Linked DNA regions of Pan troglodytes: region 1 is linked to region 2. A link is a contact called in public HiChIP or PLAC-seq data. All regions are on one chromosome and are shown on one strand. Each heading gives the region's core, a stretch centred on a gene start, on an enhancer-like site or on the middle of the called end of the contact. The rest is flanking DNA. Distances are from core to core; before and after follow the strand shown. Region 1 holds the start of FAM72A (family with sequence similarity 72 member A). Region 2 holds the start of IKBKE (inhibitor of nuclear factor kappa B kinase subunit epsilon).

The links. HiChIP or PLAC-seq counts read pairs in DNA pulled down with a chosen protein or histone mark.
Region 1: an H3K4me3 HiChIP or PLAC-seq map of stem cell-derived excitatory neurons shows a contact between it and region 2, with 10 times the contacts expected there. The contact joins the promoter of FAM72A here to the promoter of IKBKE in region 2. A contact is called at or near these places in 1 of 7 Hi-C or Micro-C datasets (stem cell-derived neural progenitor cells) and 1 of 1 datasets of contacts at active chromatin or transcription factors (stem cell-derived excitatory neurons).

Annotation. Positions count from the first base shown.
Region 1 is chr1:42,876,660-42,881,205 of NHGRI_mPanTro3-v2.0_pri, reverse strand. It overlaps FAM72A (family with sequence similarity 72 member A), which reads right to left and starts at 2,925. Exons shown (of 5, transcript XM_054674253.2): 1 at 2,464-2,925; 2 at 2,056-2,273. The coding sequence starts at 2,207. It overlaps SRGAP2 (SLIT-ROBO Rho GTPase activating protein 2), which reads left to right and starts at 1,694. Exons shown (of 24, transcript XM_009441371.4): 1 at 1,694-1,862; 2 at 3,644-4,252. The coding sequence starts at 4,186.
Region 2 is chr1:42,616,858-42,621,265 of NHGRI_mPanTro3-v2.0_pri, reverse strand. IKBKE (inhibitor of nuclear factor kappa B kinase subunit epsilon) reads left to right here and starts at 1,489. Exons shown (of 19, transcript XM_063792747.1): 1 at 1,489-2,498; 2 at 2,956-3,045.

The DNA of each region.
Region 1 (4,546 bases), core at 1,676-4,175, 260 kb before region 2:
CCTCCTTGTTGACTCCCACAGATCCAAGCCATAAGTGTTCCCATTTAGTTAAAAGCTACCGTTGCCCGCCACTAGCATGACTTACTTGGTAGGAGGGATGTCTGTAGAGAAAAGGTCTATTTCAGTATCAGCCAGCAAAACAGCCTTCATTCCCCTAGAGCTGAGCACTTGTTTACAGAATTTGCAACACAGGATGGACACGCACCTGTCCTTGAAACTACAAATGTTGGTAGACATGGCGTCGCAGGAAGGATGAGGTGTGGGATTTTGAAAAAGGAAACAAGAGTAATGCTCCTACTATTTTGATTCCCCCAGGCTAAAATTCAAATTGCGGGACCTAGAGCTTTTCTAAGTCCTAATATTGGGAAGGAAATTAGTTTTTTTTTCTGTTTTCCCGGTGGCGGAGTAGAAGAAGTATTTATTGAGTAGGAACAGGGGAGCGTGGCAAACTTGGCTTTCCTTTTAACTTTTGGAGAAGGGAGTGGAGTTTGAATTGGAAAGGAGGCAGGTGGAGTTTGAAGGGAACTTCTCAACGGCTTTCCGTTTCTGCTGTCTAAAGGAGTCCTCTACACTTCAGCTCCCGCCCCTTCATAGCAATTCCCTCAGCCTTCTCCGATCGTCTAATTTAAAGCTTCTCCTCTTTTAAGACATCCCTTCCCCAGCATTAAGCCCCTCCCCCGGAGCGCTCCAGTTCCCTGCTGTCGGATCTCGGGCTAAGCGTCCCTACCCACGCCTCCTCTTCCCAGGATTCAGAAACTCCCTTCTCTTTTTCTGCCAGGCGATCCTGGATTCTCCTCCGTCCCGCCCCTTTTCTCCCGGACCTTCCTCCGCTCTGCGGGTCCGCGGGCCCCTCTCCTGGCAACCCCCGGCCCTCAGCGTGCTCGCGCTGTTTCTCTCGCGTCCTCCCTTCCCTCAGCTGTCCCTCGTGCCCCCCGCAGTCCCCTCAGGTCTCTTCCCGGAGCGGCTGTTCCCGGGCGCGCGGTGGTGTTGGTGGGGCAGAGCTGAAGTCGCTTTAGAGGCTCAGTCGGCGCTGGGGTCTGTCACCGAACACGTTGGTTTTCGCTCCCTCTTCCGCTTTTCCTGCCTCTCCAACCCGGTATCAGTTTGAATTGCCAGCGCCGCGCACCGATTGGAAGAACTAGAGTTAGCCCCAGTCCCTCATTGGAAGGCTCCGGGGCCTCCCCTCACGAGAGCTTAGTGGCTTGAAGACCGTAGGCACCGCCCTAGTAACGGTGCTGAGATCAATTCGGCTTTCTGGTTGGCTGAGCTTGGCTCCGCCTCCGATCTCATTGGCCGGCTTCGGGAGGTTTCGGCAATCCCTGCCTTCGCCCTAGTGAAAGTGGCAAGGCACGCCCTTCCCGCTTCTTATTGGAAGAGGGTCTACAGTCTCCACCGGTCTCTACTCTTTATTGGTTAAAATTCTCCGCAACACCCCTCTTCTCTACCCCGGCCCAATTGGCCGTGCCTTAGCTCAAGAGTTTGTGTTTGGTCGTCGGTTCCACCTTAATCCCGCCCATCAGTTCTACTTAGGGGTTCAACAACCCGGGGTGGAGCTTAATCTGTGACCACGCCTCGGCAGTGCTAGTCACACCTCCAAGTTTTGCCAGCTCCTCCCCCTCATTCCGAGCCTCTCGGGATCAGCTCTTCCTATTGGCTATGGGCCCCATCGGTCGATAGAAAACGGGCGGTGATTGGTAAAGGGGTGGGCTCTACTTCCCGGCGGGGTCCTGCGGAGTTGGCGGAGGCTCCTCCAGGGACTGGGGCACCGATCTGCGTAGAAACGGGTGGCGGGGAAGAGAGGGGAGGAGAGCTCTGAGTGGGAAGCGGAGCCGGGGGCCCGGGACCCGTCGCGTCAGAGCCAGGTAAAGGCTCCTTCCCTCTTCCTTTTCTTCCTCCCGGCCGCCGGTCTGGAGCCCTGACTGAACAAACCCGGGTTGGGGCGGGAAGGAGAGGGCGCGGATGCTGCTCGCGGCATCGCCTTAGCGGTGCCGCCCGGAATCCCTCAGACCGCCCCCCCTCCACCTTCTCCAAATTTCCCAGTACAGCCCATAATACTTCTCAGGACTGCGAGTCTCTCCGCCCATCACTGTACAGCCTGGGACTCCGTCCTGGCTCACGGACCGCAGCGCAGCCGGCACCCAGCCGCCTCTCCCTTTCCTCCGCACACGGGCAGCCGCGGTCCACCGTGGGGCAGTCGTCGTTGGCATCGCGCGTAATCATCGGCCGGCCTCCTCCAGTGTCTCCCCGCCCTGGCGGACAGCCCGGGTCCCAGCCTAGGACCCAGGAGGATGGGTGTTCCGCGCAGCTTCCGGGGCTCTCCCCGAGTCCCACCCCCCGGCCCGCCCCGATGGACTTCTCTTCGCCCACTCCCATCCCTAGACCACATCTCGGTCCCCACAGTTCCTGACATCCTTGCGCTTCACGCAACATCGCGGCCCATGATCATGCCCCAATTCCCCTCACCTCTAAGGCAGCCTTCTCCTTGCCGCCTCCCGCCTTCCGAGCGTGTGCAACTCCAGTTGTCCCCGGGCTCCCTTCCAGCCTCAGGACCCCATCTCACACCCGCCTCTCGCTTCCCGCTTCCCGCTCGCCTGAACCCCGCCGCCTCTGCTCCCTGTCTTGTTCCCTCAGCGTGGCCCCTTCCTCCAGCCGCGGGAAGTGGGAGACGCTAGCGGGAGCTTCCTTCTCCCGGCGCTCGGAGGAAAAGGAAAGACCAAGTAGAAAGGGTCGCCGCTGCGGCACGCGAGGGAGCTAGCCGCCGGGCTCCGCGCTCCCGCTTGCGTCCCTCCAGCCCCCTGGGCCTCGTCCGGGGCCGGATCTTCTCGGGCACCGCCTGGTGCGAGGAGTCAGGACTGCGACCTCACCGACCTCCTCCCATCCCCAGCCTGGGATTGGGTGGGATATCTGAGATCTCTGAGCTTGGGTGTCAAAAAAATATTGGGGGTGGCATTTATAGTCACTATCGTCCGTAGCTTGAGGGAGGCGACGGCTGCCTTCCGCTCACCGCCCCCCGGTTTTCCCGGCTCCGACCCTATCCTCTAACCCGTTTCCTGCTTCAGCTGACCACATTGTTTTCCTGGATGTGTCCCGTGCCGAGCAGGCTTTTTCCTGCAGATTTGCCCCCCCCCCCCCCATCAACATTTTGCTGCCAAGAGAAGCTAGTAACCAAAAACAAAACAACTAGGAGGAGGGGCGGGAGGGGAAGAAAAGTTGTGCCCGGGTGGCTTGTCCCTCCCCGGCTTTGATCCCCTTTGATGTACAGGGAGGTGCCCCGGCCGGGGGTCTGGGGCCACGACGGGGGCTAGGTCGGGAGGGCTCCCTCGGGCTGGCCGCTGCCCAGCGCTGGCGGGGCTCAGGAGGCCGCCGAGGTGCCGCAGTCCCCGCCCGGTGCCCCGCGTTCCTGCAGTCCCCGCCCGGAGCCCGCGCAGGCGGCTGCTCCAAAGTGTTTTCTTTCAGCCTTAAAATCCGGAGGGAGCTTCCTTCCTCCCCACCTCGTAGCGCCGGGCTCTGCGGGCGGGGAGGCGTTAAGCGGACAGGAATGGGCCCAGGGCGGGCTCGGAACGACGTCCCCTACCCCACCCCCGCCGCGATTAGGATCTGCGCTCTGGCTGATCGCCCCCTCCCCCTTTTCCTGCATTTACAGGCAAGTGAACCGGAGCAAACGACTTCCGATCCAGTCTGCGCTGTTGCGGCTCCCGTTTGGGATTTGATTTGCAGCATCTTTGAGCCTCTACGACAAAAAACCGCGAAGCACGCCCAGCCCTCCCCCGGCACCCCGAAAAGCACCCACTCCCTCCCGGGGACACAGCTGGGCGCGTCCACACCCCCGCAGCCCCACACCATGTTGTGCGGAAGGACTTCCACTCCCCGCCTGTGTCGTTGATGTCAGACCCCAGGCCAGCCTCCGGGCGCTGCAGTTCTCCCGGCTAATGCTGAGGCTGCGGCTCCGGCTCTAGCACAGGCACCAGCCGCCGCCGCACCCGGCCCCAGCGCCCACCGTCTGCATGTGCCCGCCGTAGCCGTCTGCCCAGCCCGCAGCCCGCGCTCCACGGAGCGCTGGAGACCACCGTGGGGGGCCCCTTCTGCCCTCGAGAGAAGCGGTCTTGGAGGTATTGATTTAGGTGATTGGATTTTTTCCGTGGATCTATCAATTCACAATTCGAATTTGGAAGAAAGAAGGAAAACATGACGTCTCCAGCCAAATTCAAAAAGGATAAGGAGATCATAGCAGAGTACGATACTCAGGTCAAAGGTAAGGGCTTTGAAAAATAGCACACTGCAAATGCTCTGTGGACTGGTGAGGCGTGTATTTCCACGGTGATTTGCAGGTTGTTCATTTCTTTGGGTGGAGCAGATGGGGGCAGGCCGACCCCAGAGGTGGTTTCATAGATGGGTCTGAACCTCTAAAGGATGGGCAATGCCAGGGGGCCATTGACACTGGAAAGGAATTTTTGCAGTGGGCTGTAGGAGTATCTTTGTGGGGCTGACCATGATTTTGGCAGCCCTTTCCCCCAAGCCGGACAGGGTGGGGGGAGGGGCAGGAGGC
Region 2 (4,408 bases), core at 240-2,739:
GTGGTGGGGACTCTTACAGACTTCCTCTTCCCTTCTGGAGCCCGCCAGCCCCCTGCACCTTCTCGGATGCAACCGGCTGTGCTGCCCGGCTGGGGCACAGGCAAGACATTGCTTCACTGTGTCCACACAGAGGATGTGACCTCACAGAGGATGCACAAGGAAACTTGATCTGTCACGGCACATGGCTCCAGGCCACCTCTACCTCTCTCCCTTTTCTCAGCCTCAGTCCGGCTCTTCTCATGCTTCTGTGCCTCTGCACGTGTGCCCACAGCCTGGAATTCCATTCCCCCAGCCCCCTCTCCTCTGCCTAACTCCCCTTTTCCTAAAGTCTGGCCAAGCAACCCTTCTGGAAAGCCCTTCTTGATCACCTTCCTCCCCGCTGCGCATCTGCCACTCATAGCATCTGCCATGCCATCCTGGACCTCCAGGCTCCTGATGGGATGCCCACCTTTACGTCCTCAGCACACAGTGCCTGCCTCATAGCAGGTGCTAGACACATGGTAGTTTCCTTTGAATGTGCTAAATATGCTGGGAAAGAGATTGACTGAGAGAGGAAAGTAAGAGTGCTGGTGAGGACCCAGCAGGTTCATCAGGGAAAAAAGTGGGTAAACATTACGGATCGTCTAAGTTATGTAGCAAACCTCAGTGCCCTAAAGCAACAAAGGCTGATTTCTCACCAAAGCCAATGTCCCTTGTGGACCAGCAGGGGAACTCTGCTCAGGACAGTCACTCAAGGACCCAGACTAACAGAATCACACTACCAGAAAGCAGAGCTCTGGGAGGGTCTTGCATCAGGAAATAAATGCTTTGGTGGGGAACTCACATGCTCCCCCTATCACAAAGTAACTAGGATGTGCAGTTCTCCCATGTGCCAGGCAGGCAGAAACCTGGGAAGACTAGGCTGGGTGCAGTGGCTCACGCCTGTAATCCCAGCATTTTGGGAGACTGAGGCAGGTGGATCAGGAGGTTGGGAGATCGAGACCAACCTGCTCAATCCACCTCACCAACCACACAGTGAAACCCCATCTCTACTAAAAATACAAAAAGTTAGCCGGGCATGGTGGTGCATGCCTGTAGTCCCAGATACTTGGGAGGCTGAGGCAGAAGAATCACTTGAACCCAGGAGGTGGAGGTTGCAGTGAGCTGACATCATGCCACTGCACTCCAGCCTGGGTGACAGAGTGAGACTCCATCTCAAAAAAAAAAAAAAAAAAAAAAAAAAGCAAGCTGGGAAGACTGGGTGGAACATGAGGATCTCAGGCACTCAGGCACATTCCTCCTGGTCCTGATGTGAGAAGTTGCAGCAACTCCTCCAGCTGGAGGTGTTATGGGGAGTTCTCTTTATCTGAGCACTAGGCAGTTCTCAGCTCTGCTCCTGTTCTAGTGTCACTGTGGGAGGGGTGGGGCTGGCGGAGGAAACCACCAGGTGTGGCCATGGGAAAGTCCCTCCAACATTCTATAGAAACATGGAATTTCCTGGTTTTAACCATTTCACATCCAACTGCCATCTCAGAGCTGACCAGAGCAGCACAGACCCCTCCAGCCTCCTAGGACATTTGATGCGGGGCATCGAGTCCTGGCTGGGAAGTTGGCACCTGGGTGCCAGCCCCAGCAGTCTCTGAAGAGCACGGGTAAATTACTGAAGTGTGTGGGCCTCCATGCCTTCAATGCCTTTCTGTAAAATGCTTTCCAAGCTCCCAAACAATTCCAAATATATCCATGTCATCCAATCAACCCACAGAGTAGCTGTTACTCTGCGGGTGAGTGAGCTGGCTGGGAGGGGCTGCATGCTGTGTGCTCAGGTCACACTGGAAGGCATCAGCTGGGTCCCCGCGCTTGCTCTTGGACCTCTGCAGGCCTCCTGGGAAGGTGACTCAGATCCAACTTCTAGGACTGGATCGGCATAGCTCCCACACTTCCTTGGGGTTCCTGGGTGTGGGAGCGTGGACTTCCCAGGCAGCTTTCCACTTAGTTAACTTGCCCAACCTGCTCTGTTGACTCTGGGAAGAGCCCTGAACTTCCCTGCTCCAGTGAACTGTGGGAGATGCCAAAACAGCACCCAGCTGCCCATCAAGATTACCAGAAGGGCCCCAGTTCCTGGCTTCTCTGTGGCTCACACTCTGGTCCTATTGCCTACCCTTGGGAACTCAGAGCATCCTCTTTCTCTTTTCTGCTGAGCTGGTGGCTGCACCGAGTTGCCTCTGTCTCTTTAAGAGAGAAAGAGAGAGCGAGAGACGGAAATCAGGAAGTGCGAGAGAGCTGAGAGCCAGGACTCAGTGCTGAGCTTGGTGTCCCACCGCCACAAGGAGGCAGGGAAGAAACCCACTAGTCCCAGCTCCTGGGGTGGCACAGACATTGCAACTGGCCCTGCCTGTGGGTCCTAGGGGCCCTTGGCTACCAGGAGGCTAAGAACACTGCTCATGAATGACAGTGAGCCCTGAAAGCTCTGGGGGTGTCACCCAGTCCCACAAGCCTGCATCCCCTGCAGTGGAGATGGGGTGAGTGTGCAGCGTGTGGAGGGGGGTGGGGGTGGAATGAGGGGCCAGACAAGGGGCAGCTGCAGGGCAGCTCAGCCGGGTGCAGGGGTGTGGGCTTGTTGGCGGCGGTGCTCTCACATAGAGCGTTGTGTGTGGCATGGAGGTGAGCCACCACGGGCCAACCACAAGCCCTCCCTGGGCTCTGCTTACCAACACCCAAAGCCAGCGATCAGCACCCAGCGCCTGCCCTCACCTTTCCCGGGGTCTTTCTCCCTGGCCGGAGTCTCAGGAGTAGGAGACGCTGGGAAAGGCTCCCTGAACAGTTTGGGAATAGAGCTGGAAACCCCCAGCCCAGCCCTGTGGGGGAAGGTGACAAACAGGAAAGGGTTAAAGGGCTAGGGCCGGCGGCCTTTGATGGAGGCTGAGAAGCAACTGCACTGAGGGGCGCCTCTCATCCGCCCTCCTCTTTCCGGTGTAGCTCAGCTCCTGGACGTGCCACAGACAGAAAGCATAACATACGCTCGCCAGGAAGAGCCTTTGCCTGACTCAGGGCAGCTCAGAGCGTGGGGTAAGTGCACTTGGCCACAGCAGAGCCCTGAGGAGGGAGGGGAGGGGAGAGGTGGGTGGGTGGCGTCTCACATGCTTCACTGTCCACTGCTCATTCATCCAACCACTGGCTGAGGGCCACTGAGCCCTTCTTTGCACCAGGTGCTTGGGGTGGTGGGGGGAGGATCTGCAGAGCGTGCAGAGTTAAGCCAGATGTGCCACAGCCAGAGCTCCCGGGCACAGAATCCAGGGGCACACCGCCTGTCTGGGGCTCTGCGCTTTGCACCTCCCTGCCTATTATCCCAGAGTCTTGAGCTGTTCCTTGCCCAGTATCAGAGCCCTTGGCCTTGATTTCAGCCTGCTGTGCTCCAACCCCAGCCCCAGCCCCCAGACCTGCTGGCTGGCTCCAGCCTCAGCGGGGAAAACCAGACCCACTCATTCATGCTGAGCTACTGTGTTGTCTTCAGGAAGCCTCTCAGTACCTCAGTTGCTTCTGTGTAATGTCCGCTCCTACCTGATCTGAAACTAGGAGTTGACCACCGATCTCTTCAAGGGGCCTCTGGCTCAATGAAATGACATTATCAAGGATTTGCATTTTTAAAAAAGATTACACAGAGAAAAAGTTCAGAGCGAAGGAACATAGGATTCCAGGCATGGCAACCCTCAGTTTGAGAACCTGTAAGATGTTAGAACACGAAGATGCCTTTTCTAGTCTAGCGTTATTTAAAAGTATTTAAGTGGCCAGGCATGGTGGCTCACACCTGTAATCCCAGCAATTTTTTGGGGAAGCCCATGTGGCCGGATTGCTTGAGCTCAGGAGTTCAAGACCAGCCTGGGCAACATGGCAAAAACCCATCTCTACTAAAAATACAAAAGACAGCCAGGTGTGGTGGTGCACACCTATGGTCCTAAGCTCCTTAGGAGGCTGAGTTGGGAGGATTGCTTGAGCCCAGGGGGTGGAGGTGGCAGTGAGTCATGATTGTACCACTGCACCCCAGCCTGGATGACAGAGTGAGACCTTATGTCAAAATAAAAAAAAGAAAAAGGAAAAAGAAAGTATTTAAAGGATGGTGGCCCTTCTAATGCTTCTGTCCCCAGGTATCCCAAAAAGGCCAGCACTGGCCTTATTTTTCAAAGAGAAATTGAGTTTAACTTCTGAGGATACACTTTCTGGTACTAATTGCTTTAGGAGAACTAGGCTTTGGGGAAAAGATGAGGACAAAGATGGGAAACAGAGTTGTAGGGGGTTTCAGATTCTCCCAATGGCTGAATGATGAATTTTGCCTCCCCTATACCCTGCTCTCACACACACACCCACACCCTTCTCCCCAACGCCCTACACACATACACACACACACACACTCACACACACACACACACACTCT